Linked DNA regions of Mus musculus: all the other regions are linked to region 1. A link is a contact called in public Hi-C and HiChIP or PLAC-seq data. All regions are on one chromosome and are shown on one strand. Each heading gives the region's core, a stretch centred on a gene start, on an enhancer-like site or on the middle of the called end of the contact. The rest is flanking DNA. Distances are from core to core; before and after follow the strand shown. Region 1 holds the start of Fgf10 (fibroblast growth factor 10). Region 2 has its middle 120 kb from the start of Fgf10. Region 3 has its middle 39 kb from the start of 1700003P14Rik. Region 4 overlaps Gm10732 (predicted gene 10732). Region 5 has its middle 92 kb from the start of Fgf10.

Evidence for each region. A called contact is a pair of places that touch in the nucleus more often than the background predicts. HiChIP or PLAC-seq counts read pairs in DNA pulled down with a chosen protein or histone mark.
Region 2: a contact with region 1 is called in a Hi-C map of the G1E-ER4 cell line, with 3 times the contacts expected there. The contact joins the enhancer-like site here to the promoter of Fgf10 in region 1. A contact is called at or near these places in 2 of 39 promoter capture datasets (the 3T3-L1 cell line and liver), 2 of 484 Hi-C or Micro-C datasets (the G1E-ER4 cell line and cerebral cortex) and 2 of 9 other capture datasets (adipose tissue and liver).
Region 3: a Hi-C map of uterus shows a contact between it and region 1, with 2.4 times the contacts expected there. The contact joins the enhancer-like site here to the promoter of Fgf10 in region 1. A contact is called at or near these places in 6 of 39 promoter capture datasets (the 3T3-L1 cell line, 3T3-L1-derived adipocytes, the HPC-7 cell line and 3 more), 6 of 484 Hi-C or Micro-C datasets (the 3T3-L1 cell line, the HPC-7 cell line, brown adipocytes and 1 more), 4 of 115 datasets of contacts at active chromatin or transcription factors (craniofacial prominence, embryonic stem cells, extraembryonic endoderm stem cells and 1 more) and 2 of 9 other capture datasets (embryonic tail and liver).
Region 4: a contact with region 1 is called in a Hi-C map of the G1E-ER4 cell line, with 1.7 times the contacts expected there. The contact joins the enhancer-like site here to the promoter of Fgf10 in region 1. A contact is called at or near these places in 1 of 39 promoter capture datasets (3T3-L1-derived adipocytes), 3 of 484 Hi-C or Micro-C datasets (the G1E-ER4 cell line and nephron progenitors), 1 of 115 datasets of contacts at active chromatin or transcription factors (stem cell-derived neural progenitor cells) and 3 of 9 other capture datasets (adipose tissue, embryonic stem cells and embryonic tail).
Region 5: a contact with region 1 is called in an H3K27ac HiChIP or PLAC-seq map of the NIH/3T3 cell line, with 2.7 times the contacts expected there. The contact joins the enhancer-like site here to the promoter of Fgf10 in region 1. A contact is called at or near these places in 8 of 39 promoter capture datasets (the 3T3-L1 cell line, the HPC-7 cell line, frontonasal cranial neural crest and 4 more), 2 of 115 datasets of contacts at active chromatin or transcription factors (the NIH/3T3 cell line and embryonic limb bud) and 1 of 9 other capture datasets (liver).

Annotation. Positions count from the first base shown.
Region 1 is chr13:118,713,433-118,716,132 of GRCm38.p6, reverse strand. It overlaps Fgf10 (fibroblast growth factor 10), which reads right to left and starts at 1,434. Exons shown (of 3, transcript NM_008002.4): 1 at 422-1,434. The coding sequence starts at 749. RefSeq lists a promoter at 750-1,403 and cis regulatory regions at 1,626-1,636, 2,197-2,700.
Region 2 is chr13:118,833,825-118,836,524 of GRCm38.p6, reverse strand. No RefSeq gene overlaps it. Among named protein-coding and RNA genes, the nearest start is that of Fgf10, 120 kb to the right of the region's middle. Within about 2 kb of position 1,269, at least 2 of the 459 cell types and tissues checked have an H3K27ac peak or open chromatin away from gene starts, as enhancers often do. A contact at or near this core is called in the G1E-ER4 cell line, where this site is marked.
Region 3 is chr13:118,593,725-118,596,424 of GRCm38.p6, reverse strand. No RefSeq gene overlaps it. Among named protein-coding and RNA genes, the nearest start is that of 1700003P14Rik, 39 kb to the right of the region's middle. Within about 2 kb of position 1,369, at least 8 of the 459 cell types and tissues checked have an H3K27ac peak or open chromatin away from gene starts, as enhancers often do. A contact at or near this core is called in uterus, where this site is marked.
Region 4 is chr13:118,630,420-118,633,119 of GRCm38.p6, reverse strand. All of the region lies in intron 2 of Gm10732 (predicted gene 10732), which reads left to right. Among named protein-coding and RNA genes, the nearest start is that of Gm10732, 27 kb to the left of the region's middle. Within about 2 kb of position 1,424, at least 2 of the 459 cell types and tissues checked have an H3K27ac peak or open chromatin away from gene starts, as enhancers often do. A contact at or near this core is called in the G1E-ER4 cell line, where this site is marked.
Region 5 is chr13:118,805,349-118,808,058 of GRCm38.p6, reverse strand. No RefSeq gene overlaps it. Among named protein-coding and RNA genes, the nearest start is that of Fgf10, 92 kb to the right of the region's middle. Within about 2 kb of position 1,333, at least 4 of the 459 cell types and tissues checked have an H3K27ac peak or open chromatin away from gene starts, as enhancers often do.

The DNA of each region.
Region 1 (2,700 bases), core at 185-2,684:
ACTCTTAAGATTGCCAGCGAAAAGAAACAAAATGTGTTTACTTGAGCCATTTCCAGAAGGGAGGGAAAGGAGACCTCTGGGTGAGATGGGGGAAGGTATTGGAGACAGAATGGGGCATCTCCTAGCAGCAGCAACTGAACAGCACCAGGAGTGATCCTGTGAGTGACAGACTAGAGAGATCAGGGAATCAGGGTTGCAAGGGATGTGGAGGAGGCTTGCATGGTGGAGGAAATGCTGCGCACAATGTATACTCGGGAGGGGGCTGATTTAGTGTGAAAGTATTCCACTTCATCATTTTACAGGGGTTGGGGACATAAATATTTAGCTGGCCACATCTGGAACAGATTCTGTCTCCCCCCCCCTCCCCGCGTGGGGTGGGGGTGGATAATTGGAAGGAGAGGAGCACGCATTTGTTACTTACTGTACGGACAGTCTTCATTCTTGGTCCCGCTGACCTTGCCGTTCTTCTCAATCGTGAGAAAGTACTTGGTGAAGGAGAACAGCCTTCTCCAGCGGACATCTCCTTGGAGGTGATTGTAGCTCCGCACATGCCTTCCCGCACTGGAAGGAGAGGAGAAGGACGAGGAGGAAGAAGAGCAGTTGGTGGCCTCCTGTGACACCATGTCCTGACCAAGAGCTTGGCAGGTGACAGGGAACGAAGACACCAAAAAGAGCAACAAGAAGCAGCAACAGCAGCCCGGCAGGTGGGGAAAGGCTGAGGCACAATGTGTCAGTATCCATTTCCACATTGTACTGAAACTCTCGGCACTGGAAATTGTCTCATCAGAAGGAACATACTGGAAGGGTAAGACCTGCTGCGAGGCAGAGAGACAGCTGGAGGTGGTGGCTTCTGGATAGCTCCCTCTGGGTACGGATCTGGCCAGAAGCGAGTGCACCAACATCCATAACTTCTAGGAAGGACCGGCTGCCTGTCCTCGCTCCGTCCTCGGATCCGCTGCCTGCGTCTCTCCAGTCTCAGGGTGAACAGTGGACGTGGGTGGCCGCGGCAGTAGGAACTGGTGGTGTCGGTCACCAGAGCTCTTCGCTCCCCCCGGGGGTTACTTTGTTCTCTTCTTCACTCCTTTCTTCACCATGTTAGATGCAAAAGAGGTCTGAAAAACAGATGACAGGACGGTGAACAAAACCCAAAGTGGGTGGGGTGGGGGTGCAGGAAGACATCTGCGCCCCTCTGCGGTTGGCACCTTCTGGTCCTTCTCTGCAGAGTCCCAGCCTGCTGGCCACTTAAAAAGTGTCTCTTTGGAGTTGTCAGAACTGGAGGCAGCTGCCCAGGCGCTGTTGTCTTCTCCTTCCTTTCTCTTTTTGGTGGTGCCTGTTGATGTGAAGTCTTCCGAAAGCCACTTCTTGTTTGGGGGGCGGCTGGCGGCTGGCGTTTTGTTGGGCCCTTCTCTCCACCTCCAAGTCCCTTGGAAAGCCGCTTGTAAACAGGTTGAAGCCTGGAGTCTAAATGTCAGTGCTTTTCAGCCAGAGGTGGGCTCTGCCTCTGCTGGTCAAACCTCATTTGCAGGGGTGGAGAAGGGGGGGAGGGGGTCAAACGGCGGTGGGACATCTGAAACCCTAAGCTGCTGGGAACGCCAGAGAAAAGGGAGGGGGGAAGGGACCGGGGAGGGGGCGGGGGGATCTTGGGCGAGAGGAGTGCGCGATGCCTTTGCTCTGAGCTGGGGGCTGCGGGTCCCTTCCTCGCCGCCTCCGTGGGCGCAGCCGCCCCGCAGCCTGCAGCTCCTGCTAATTGCGGCTCCGGCGTCCTGTGCTCGCAGCGCTGGCCACCAGCGCGAGTTGTCCGCGTGCTTTCCGAATTTTGCTGCCCTCCGGCGGGAACCACTCCCCTCCCCTACAGGGAGCCCCTTGCTCACTTGTTTTCCACTGTAGTTTTCTTCTTTCCTTCCTTCCTTCCTTCCTTCCTTCCTTCCTTCCTTCCTTCCTTCCTTCCTTCCTTCCTTCCTTCCTTCCTTCCTTCCTTCCTTTTCTTTCTTTTTTCTTTCTTTTCTTTTTTTCCTTTTGGCCGCGAAAATAGAGTTTGGAGCTTGGCTTTTGTGTGTGGATGTGTTTCTGCCTTCCAGATCCCAGAAGCAGGGAAGAGGGCTGGGGAGAAGGCAGAAGAGGATGCTCTGGGCAAACTCTCTCCAAGAACAGATTATAAACTGATAGAAGCTAAAATCGAGAAGGGAGACATAATGAGCTAGCTTCGTTTCCTCCTCTCCTGCCAGCTTCCAAGGAGGTCTCGGGTTTTAATGAATCATTGATTTCTCGCTTCCGTTGCTGAAGTAAAAAGTTCACACTTTGGCCCTCTCTGTCTTTTTAAGCTCAGGGAGATTTATCGTCACCCTTAAACATAGCCTCTCTCTTGGCGCAAATGAAATCAGGGACCCAGGTTACTGATTTCTAATTGGTAACACGAGTCCTTTACAGAATCACGCATGGACTTCAAAGCCTACGCACTTTCCTGCGATCGCAGATTTTATCACAGAGTTTGACCAAATCCCCTGCTGCCTGTTTTTTTTCCTCTATGCAATTTCCTTTGCATTTTACCATAAAGAGGAGGTCCCCGCCCATCTTCAAACTTAATGTTTAAAGGGCTCTACTTTACAACGCAGCTTCACTACCTACCGACCTTTCACAAACACTCTTGTGCACACCAACCCCCAACTCTACCCCTGCTCTCAGAAACAAACTTTCAACCCA
Region 2 (2,700 bases), core at 20-2,519, 120 kb before region 1:
TTAATTGAGGCCTATTCAACTTGAGGAAAATCATGCATGGTACTAGAAATCTAGCTAACTTGCTAGAACTAGTGAGGTTGTGGATCTTAGAAAATAATCTAGTACCATCATCTCCTAGACCAGTATAATTCCTAACTATATTCTAAACCTTACCCTTATAATGAGAAATAAGTGTAGTTAACCACACATCGTTGAAGAGGCCTCTCTTTACAGAAAATGGAGATGATCACAGAACAAAAGACAAGAATTAATGGATCCATCTATATCCACATAGATCTATCTAAGTCACAATAGATACATCTATCTCACAGTTTTTATATACATAGCTTAGAAAACATTACCAAAGAGGGATTGGATGATTATAAAAGCCAGAATACTAGGAAGTCTGCTTTGAAGCAGTCTTTCTCAGAAATGCTGCTTAAACAGGACCTGAACAATGACAATTTTGATAGACATTCTAACCTGGCAGGTGCAAAATATGAAGGTCACACTCCTAGATAAAGAACTAATGACTATTGAAAGAGGGAGAATTAGCTATAACTAGGTATGAGCCTCTTAATTACGTAATACATAGTGGTCAGCTCTGAAACCATACACACACACACACACACACACACACACACACACACACACACAGAACAAAGCCAGACTCCACCGATTGTGTTTATGCATGTACCTGCTTATACATGTATACACACATATGTGTGTAACAATCATAGTGTAGTGACAGCAAGAGACCATCAATTTGAGAGCATGGGGGTGGGAAAACTGTCAGAGAGAGGAGACTGGAGACTGACTGGAGGGATAAAAGGGGAGGGGGAAAGCAATGTAATTATATTTTAATTAGTGTATAAAACGTTAAAGTAAAACAAATAGTAAAAATGTATTAAGAAAAGGGAAAAAAAAACATGAAGTGTCAGGTTTGGAGGTACGGTTCAGTGGCTTGAATAAAAAAAGTCCCAGTAGGATAACTGGGTTCTATAAGAGACTCTGTCTCAAGTCAGTCAGCCTCAGAATTATAGAACAGGACACTAAGCTCCTTTCCTGCCTTCCCCGTGCACATAAACCTACATGCACAGAAGAGGAAAGCAGACACTTACACACACACACAGGGACAAAACACACAGACAAACACACACACACACACACACACACACACACACACACACACACACATACACACAAAACTTGTGGTCTCAGAGGCACCATGGCTGCCCTGTGCTGAGGACGCCAGTTGTTCTGCCTCCAGCCCAGCAGTATTCATTAATTCATCTCATGTGTTTTGAAATCTCCCATATGCCAGGCACTGCGCCAACACCGAGAATGCATGATGAAAAGGTTTCAATCCTGCTCCTCTTCAAACATTTAACAGTCAATAGGTCAGACTGAGAAGTAAAGAGGCAATCAGGATGCAATGTATTGCATATTATGGTAATTTATTTAATTAATACTCTCCATCATGAATCATATTATGTGCAGAAATGATACTGACTATTTTCCACTAGATAAAGTTAAACTTCTAGTAAACTCAGAAAACCCAAATGTTTTAATTTAGAAAAGCCAACTATGAAATATATATATATGTTATATATACATACCTATTATATATATACATATACACACACACATATATATATACTTTTAAACTTATATGTTTTTACTTTACTATTGGAAACAGCAATTCCTAAACCATAATTGTCTAATTCTCTCCTGTGTATGCATCCTCCTTGCAACCAAAGATAATTATCCCTGAGTACATGAACCTAAAATTTGGATTCCAATGGTCTAAAACCACTGTGGAAGTGCTGAAACCACAAAACAAGAAGAAATGAGTACAGTAACAGTGGAGGCTGTTTAACATAAGCATCTAGGTCCAAACAGAAACAGGAGGAATTGGTAGCTAAGTACATGATCTGCTGTAACTTTCTTACAAACAGGCAAACCTGTTTAATTGTATTGTTTCAAAGAACAGTTTGAAGTTTCTATCTTTAAAGCTAGGCGTAGACAATGGAGAATAAAAGATGCATCATCTGGGAATTTCTGGAAAGCCTGTTAGCTGAGCCTATAGCTACTTCTATCTACATCTACTTCACCAAAATACATAAAAGTTCAAGATAAAAATGAATGGGTGGCTTGAAACTCTTTGTTTTTACCTAGTCATGGAGAAAAAAAAAAGCAAATCTGCCTCATTGGGAGTAAAGAGAGTAGCTTAGAAGCATTCTGTGACTTTCCCAAGATCACACAGCTACATAGACACAGTGAGGAACATGCTTTCCTGGTATTGAAGATGTGCCTAGTGATAGCCATGCCAGGAAATCTGGGGATCAGAGATAGGGCTGTAGACCATTCACAGCTTATTATCAATTAGATCCAGGGCATATAAACAAGATAAACAAAGTACAGTTATATAGAGCAAATTTATTATAGAAAATCATCTGCAGTAAAGAGCTTGAAAGAATAATCTAGGATAGCTGCTCCCCCTGCTCCAAGAACAGAAGTTGGAGGAAGTCTCAGGACCCTCATGAAGAGAGTGGGAATGGGAGGGGAAGCAGAGGACTCTATACTGAAATGGAAACCTTGCAGGAAGGCTCTTTAAATGGGGCTGTAAAGGGAACTTCAGCAGCAGAGTCCAGGAGGCTCTGTGAGTGGGCAGAATAGGTTGGATTTTTCATTGCAGTTACTGCAAGATGAGCTATGGGA
Region 3 (2,700 bases), core at 120-2,619, 120 kb after region 1:
AGCAAGCCAGATTTCCTAGCTTTGCATCATCATTGACTGCAGTCACACGACTCTCATGCTGTGCCTCTAAACACACACCACAGTCGTTTAATACAATGTGTATGTTTCACTTCTAAGACAGATTAAATTTGAATAAGTGAAAGAAGGTAAGCATTAAAAAGAAGAGATAGTGATCATCTTTCTACAAAGGAAATAAGCATTTGAAAGTGTGGGTAAACACTGTGTTCTTTGTTTTGTGTGACTGCAGCTGTAAGAAAATATTCGTAAGCATTATAACATGTTCTTACAATAATGCTCCTCAATGATATGGGTGTTTGTATGTGTTAAGATTTGTTTTCTTGTAAATTGATTATTTTATTTACATTTCAAATGTTACCTGCTTCCCAGCTTCCCCCTCCACAAACCCCCTATGTCCCCCTTCCCCCTTCTTCTATGAGACTTCTTCCCAACCCACCCACCCACTCCAGCCTCAGCACCCTAGCATTCCCCAACGCTGGGTCATTGAGCTTCCACAGGACCAAGGGCCTTCCCTCTCATTGATGCCAGCCAGATAAGGCCATCCAAGGCTACATATGCAGCTGGAGCCATGGGTTCCATCATGTGTACTCTTTGGTTGATGGTTTAGTCCCTGGGCACTCTGACCAGTTAGTTGATATTGTTGTTCTTCCTATGGGGTTGCAAACCCCTTCAGCTTCTTCAGTCCTTCCAGAAACTCTTCCACTGGGGTCCCCATGCTCAGTCCAATGGTTGGTTGCAGGCATCCTATCATGGTCTTTGTATAAGAGGGAATAGCATGCAAATATTCCTCCTAGTTTCTCACTTACCTACTTGATTATCATTAAATAACAACTGGTATATAGTTTTACAATGACAACTAAAGTACTACAGCTTAGGTTTAAGTCAAGAGGTAGTTTATTTAATAAACCAAAAAGGAATATAACCCTACTTCTGATTTTCATAGAGAGGGGAACATAATATAGAAAATTTAGTTGGACTCCAGCTTCTTCATGACAAAATAGTAAGCAGAGGCCCACTTCTTCCACTGCTGCTGACTTTCCTTGACCCACAGTGTAATGGGTCATGTTGATTGACTTACTTTATGAGATGGGTCAAGAAATCTGAAAAATAGTGGGAGAATAAAACCTCAAGTGGCACATACAACTGTAACCGTAAGCTGAAAAATCCTCCCATTCAAAGGCAAGCTTACTTTATAATTCCATGCCAATGCTGTGGTTCTTAGATCTTCTTTATGCTTGTGTGAAATGCTTTAGAGATGCTCTAAATCCTTCCTGCTTTTGATCTGGTCTGAGATGCTATTTTGGCAGATAGAAGACTTAGAGTATCCCACAGGGACTGTTTGCTTTCTTATCTAATCTTTAGTGCATCTAGCAGCAAAACAGGCCACTTGGTGATATCACTCTGCCAGATGAAGGTTGTTTGAGGATACACAACTCTTGTCACTTTTAGCGTGCATTTGGGTAAATAACAAAAGGCATCTCCAGCTCCTGATTGCATCGTGTGTTTATAAATCCGCAGCTCCATTTTGCATCTCTCTTGTAAGGACAGGCTTCGATTCAGAACCCAGCAACTGTTTTCTAAATAGAATTGGCCTTCTGCTTAGGCAGCCCAAGTTAAGAAACCTCACAAAAAGCAAACTTGGTGTTGTTGTATTTTTAATTTGCTACTATCTCCCCACTTGTGAAATACTTGGCATGGCTCACTTGGCCCGAACTTTTCACCTGTTTCTTCTTTTTCATCTCCTTAGTCACTTGTAAAAGTAACTCCAAAGAAAAAGACCCGTTGCCATGTCCTGTCCCCCTTTGATCACACACGAATTGTTTGGGTAAAGCTTCATACCCTGCGAGCCTGTCTGCTAAATAAGCTTTAAAGTACCCACGAGGCTCTGCAATTTGTAAAAGGGCTGATACCAATTTGGGAACTGGTGAGTTCCCTGGGTTACTTCAAACACAAGTTCCTTTTTTTGGCAGGCTGGGCCACCTGCTAACAAACCAGAAACACACAGTAGGTTGCAAGCAATGCTCAGAAAGAAAATAGATTGATGCCAGAAGCTTTAGAGACCATTACAAAATCTCAAGAAGGAAGGAATGGAGAGGGTAGATGCTGGCGACTGCAGGAGAATCTGGCTCGAACCATAAACTGAAGCATTTTCAACTGGCAAGAAACTCAGACATAGCAGAAGAACAATGACTTGATTTACCACTGGGCAATGGATGAATGCTACTCTGTGACGCGGCTGATCAGTTTGATGATTGTCTCTTCCATGTGCAGGATGTGCTCTCTGACTCCTCCTGCTGAGAGGGCAGGGGGTGTTCCAGGAACACTGTTGTGCTGTCTGCTGAGTCTTCTTGTCACCGTGTGGGGGTGATATCCAGAAACAGATGTTCGGCAGGTTTTGCTTCAGGCTTAGATTTCCACCAATCAGTGATAAAGAAGAGTGAGAAATCTAATAACCTATATATACAATGAAGGAGGTCAATGTAAAGGGCTGCTTATTCTTTTGAAAATTGCTAGATAAAATGTGGGTAACAATGCCCATACATTTGCTGCATAATAGAGAAAACAGAACAGAGATAGTAGCCTTCCTTTATCAAGCAATGAATCCCTGCTGCATCCAGACAACTCTTGTCAAATTAGAACAATTTTAAGTAACCGAGACTGCATTTCTTTCTTTTTAACCTC
Region 4 (2,700 bases), core at 175-2,674, 83 kb after region 1:
GGTTCCAAAAGTGAACCATAATTTTCCTGGTGACACTTTCACATGCTCAGATATATTGTTGACCCTATTTGCAATTTTTAGCTCACACACAATTATTACTCATTTTTATATTCTTTCAACCCTGACTAACAGTAAAAACAACCTTCCATTCATGCATACGCATACAACTCTAGGACAGCCAGGTCATGTGCAATAGGCCCCTGGTCTGCTTGTACCATTTTTAGGGAATTTCTTGTCTTGTCCTGCTTACCCACATCTCTTTCTAGAACACTCATCACAGTTGGGGTCCCCTCTGGAAAGTCTTCTTACATATCTCAGGCTGTATGATGTGAATAATCAATGCTGAAGTATCACCCACTGACTATGTCTAGAAATTTCCATTCTGTGATGGTTTCTGATCCTGCTGTCCCTACTCTAGTGTGAACATTTTCTTCTAACTTCTCAAAGAATACCTGGCAAGTTTATAAATTTGGATAAATTAGAATTTCAAAGATATATCTAAAACACAATCATTTTCATTCTCCTTAAATATCCCAATGGGGAATGCCTTCAACTTCCTGCTGGATATCTTTCCCAGAAATTGTTTTGAAGAGTATCCTCCTGTTAAAAGCGCATGGAGCAGCAAATGGAAGCTTCAGGGAACTCCTTTCTGATCTCTTGTAGAACAGAAGGCTTTCCTTCAGAGTCCCTCTTTTCCCTTTAAACTCAAGTGTCACATTCTCTATCTGTACTCTCTCCCCAGCCCCAGGCTTCCCCAGAGTCAGTTCTAGCCCATTCTCTCTCCCTTTCCCTTCTCTGATCTCTGAAGAGCAGCTCTGGAGGTTTGAGATCTTTTTTTTTTTTTTTTTTTTTTTTTTTTAATAAAAACAACATTTAATTGGGGCTGGCTTACGGGTTCAGAGGCTCAGTCCATTATCATCAAGGCAGGAGCATGGCAGAGTCCAGGCAGACATGGTGCAGAAGGAGCTGTGAGTTCTACATCTTCATCTGAAGGCTGCTAGGAGAAGACTGACTTCCAGGCAGATAGATGAGGGTCCTAAAGCCCACGCCCACAGTGACACGTCCATTCCAACAAGGCCACACCTACTCCAGGCCATACCTAATAAACACACTATGTTCCAGATAGCTGCTGTAGTAGCCATTAGAAAGCCCCACCTGACCCCGCTGTATTGCTTTTTCTGTGTCAATGCTTTCTTCACTCCCTCAATGTCCACAGTCAAGGCTCCTGAATGTGGAATTTAGAGATCACAGCCCAGGGGGTTATGTATGTCCTCTGCCATTCACTTCTTTTGTTTTGGGTTTCCAGTAAACGTGAGGTTTGAGATCTTATATCGAGGGGCAAGTAGTCCTGTCAGGATGTCATAACAGACTTATCCTCTGATAGTGAATCTCTATGATCATGTTCCTGCTGCTCAACCTTGATAAACAGAGCCACCCATAACAATATTTCTATCACAGTTTCCTCTACTCACTACTTCTTGTGCTTCTGAAGGCCATATACACACCACCACATCTTATCAAGCCTGTAAAATTGGTAGCCTCTTTCCTTAGATTATATTTTCTCCTCATCTGGCTTTGTGAAGAACAATGTTCCTAATTTGAGGAACTAAGATTGGTTCCTCTTCCTTTAGTATTTCTCTTTCCCATAAAATCGAGGGCATCAATCATTTCTACTGCACAAATCATTTATTACTTTCAAATTACCACCTGTATCAGCTTCTAAATTGCAGAGTTTTGTTATTCGTTGTTGGACAATTTTCCTCCTCCACAAAGAGAACTTCAAAACCATAAATTTCATACAATAGCAGAGAGGAACAGCTAGCCCAATTTTTATTAATAAAGAAGAAAGTAGAAAAAGACAGGTTGTACCATGTTCTCTGAATCACGAAATTGATATCAGTGTAGCCTAGATCCTGCAAATTTCAATTAAGCTGTTAACAACCAAGTCTGGACCTCATGCCTTCCCATCTGGTCATTGATATTATTACCACTATAACACCCTGCTTACTTTACTATTTTATACACGTATAAATGAACTATTCTCTAGTTTTCTTTCCTAGAAAAGGCAAATGGTTTGGAGGTGTTGATTTATGCCCCACTAGTTGAAAATGTATTACTTTGGAAAGTAGATATTACCAAATTTCTCTATACATGAGATGACATTATTTATAAGCAGACAAAGCAATGCAACTTTCTTTCTAATTTGGATGCCTTTTGGCCCTTTCTTCTTCTTCCTTGCTAAAACTCTATATTTCTTTTCTCACAATCCCAAGGGTATGAAGTAGATACTACTCATAATCAATAATTGTTATTCTCACTTGTGTAAAGATTGCTTGAGGCTGAGAATCTTTTTATATTTTTGATTATTTTTATGTCATTGCTCTCCACTGAGTCATTTTCTTTTTTCTTTCCTTATTTCCTTCCTTCTTCCTTTCTCCCTTCCTCTTTCTTTCTTTCTTTCTTTCTTTCTTGCTTGCTTGCTTTCTTGCTTTCTTGCTTTCTTGCTTTCTTGCTTTCTTGCTTTCTTGCTTTCTTGCTTTCTTGCTTTCTTGCTTTCCTGCTTTCTTGCTTTCTTGCTTTACCTGATTACATTCCATAGGACTTTTAGCACACAGTATGCTAAGTAGAAGTGATGAAAAGTGGGCTTCTGTGCCTTGTTCATGATCTTAGACCAAAAGCTTTTAGTCTTTCATCATTGTT
Region 5 (2,710 bases), core at 84-2,583, 92 kb before region 1:
TTTTTGAGAACCCTTGAAACTGATATAGTTATTGTCAAAGGACAGCCAGAACATGAAAAATTACAAGGAAATGTCAGTGTCCTTGTAAATGTACTATCCCTTCTTGGCTACACTGGTCAAGTAAAGGATCAATTCAATAAGTGGCATTTTACACTGACATAAAGAAAAATAAAATTCATTAACATGGCTTCAATGGAAAGCTAATTGAGAGTCCAGAACTTAACTTCCAAACAACGGGATTTCTCCAAATAGGATATCTCCCCCCCCCCCCATTTTTTTGTGATTTCTTTTTTCTCCTTCCTTTACTTCTTAAGGCATAAAATAACTTTTAAAAATCCATAGATTTCAGCTATTTTGTCAACACGTGGATGAAATGAGTGCACAGAGACACGAGCTGCATAATCAAAGCAGCAAGAGCAGCAGGTCATAGAATTAGAAATTCTGTTTTGATGGACTTTCGAGATAATCAGCAAACTTAAATTAATGTGTCCACCCAGCTTTGAGTTTACATCAGGCAGTCTGTTGTATTGCTCCTAAATGAGTCATCTGGTCCAGTTGAACTCTTGTACCCTTTATACCTTGAATGTCATACAATGTATGTACTGCTGTACATTTTAGGGGATAACCCAGTTTTTCAGTAAAATATAATTTTAAATAGTTGTTCAGATACTTATTCTCACTACAATCTGCTTTGCATTTATTGGGCATTTTCTTTATGCCTAAAATTGAGATGGGAACATTATATATAATGTTTCACATGTTTGCAGACCCCCTTCAGGAACAAATCATAATTACAATCATGGAATTGTATCATGTCAACTGAACTTCAATTTAGCTGCAAAATGACAGAACCAGATTTGAATGTAGAAATATATGACTCCAATATCTATAGTTTCTTCTAATAAGCCTGTGAAGTAAATTATGGAAATGTCCTTTACTCTTAACCAGGGCAAAGAACAATAATTTTGAAAGATAAAAGGTGTTTGTGATTTTCATTATTTTTTCAGACTCCTGTCCCAGGCCTTGTGATAAATTAACATGTAAAACATTTCCTATAGGTCTTTGTGTTTTGCTTTCCTGGGTGTTAAAGACCCCTCTGTGTGTGTGTGTAAACCATCATGTACATTTACTCCCAAATCTGTCATTCTATCTAGGTGGCAATAAATCTGTTACATATTTCATGCTCAATTAAAAAGAAATCTTACAAGATTCCCATGTATTATGGAAAGATCGCCATCTGTCCCCTCCTTAATTAGGACCATCCTGATTATGTTAAACGTGTCCTGGCTCCCGTTAAAATTTCTAAATACACATGAAGGAGAAATTGTTAAAAATGAGTTGTCAGCAAGAAACAGGGGAGACTTAAACAAAGAAAGAAACCCCCAAAAGAAAGTTAAACAAAGAGAAATATCTCAAACCTCGAGGCTTAGATTGAATTGAATAATAGCCCTTCCCCTCCACCTCTCATGACTAATCCATACCAAGACGCAAATGCAACTTGAAACGAATCATTCTGAAAGCTTCAGGAGTTTGGTTAATTTTTCCTTCCTGTTCCCCCTGGTTTTTTTGCTTGGAACACCTTTAGGCCTTGGGATCTGATTGGAGCCAGGAGGGGGGAAATGCTGAAATCCTATAGGGAAAGCTAGCTCTTGGGGTAATTTAGACCTGATTTGGGGGAACAAAATATTTCTATATGTTTTATGTTGCAAGATTTCTGCTTGTGAAATTTCGGCTGGCTTGAAAGCATAGAAGAATCAATCTCAGATAACAACGCAAAATCTAGATAACGGTGGAGAAGAAAGTGATTTTTGGAATCTTTTTGGTAAAGGGATGCAATTAGGCTGGGTTCTTACCTTGTTTTGCTCTCAGCTATGTGATTATTTTCAAATGTTCTTCCTGGCCTTTTCTGTGTTAAAATGCACCGCAGCGAGGTCTAACTGTGCCCAGTCACCAGGGAAATGCAAGCATTCTACTATGGTGTAAAATTCCTTCCCCCCCCCGCCCCCCCCCCACCTACTTGACTAAACAAATACTTGCTCTGCAACAAGTGTTCCAGGATAAGCTCTGACCACAAAACAATCAACAAAACGTACCTGCCCTTGTGGATCTTACATTTCGAATTGTAAACACAGACTGTGTTAGATCCTGTTAAGTGATGTGTGGAAAAACGAATCCATGTGAGAATTTTTTAAAACAGTAAATTTAGGACTGGCTTGCCTAAAATGAACATTTAGGATATCTAGGGGGGAAAGTCGCACATGGCAGGGTCAGTGAGGAGAAAAGTAACAGAACTCCGGCTGGAAGGGAATCATTTCGAAGACGACCTAAAACCGGGAACACAGTTCCGTTCCCAGTCTCCACTCATACTCATAGGCGAATAAACTAGTACAAGCGTGCTCCCTGAAACAGCTGCTATCTCACCACGATTGAAGAATACAACTGGAAACATATTGCCACCTGAGTTACCATTTGTCCTTTGCCTAATTTGCCAAGGAGATAGTTTGACATAACTTTAGAAATATGAAATCTAAGCACAAAAGAAGAGCTTAAAAAGCTTATTTAAATGGAAGGCAATGATTTGAAAACGTCAACTTCTTTTTTTTCTCGATCAATGCATTTCAAATAAATCAATTCAAATGCAGACTGAGGATGCATATGGCTCATTACCATGTTCCTCATCCTGCCTTGACTCCTCCTCTCTCTCTTTTCT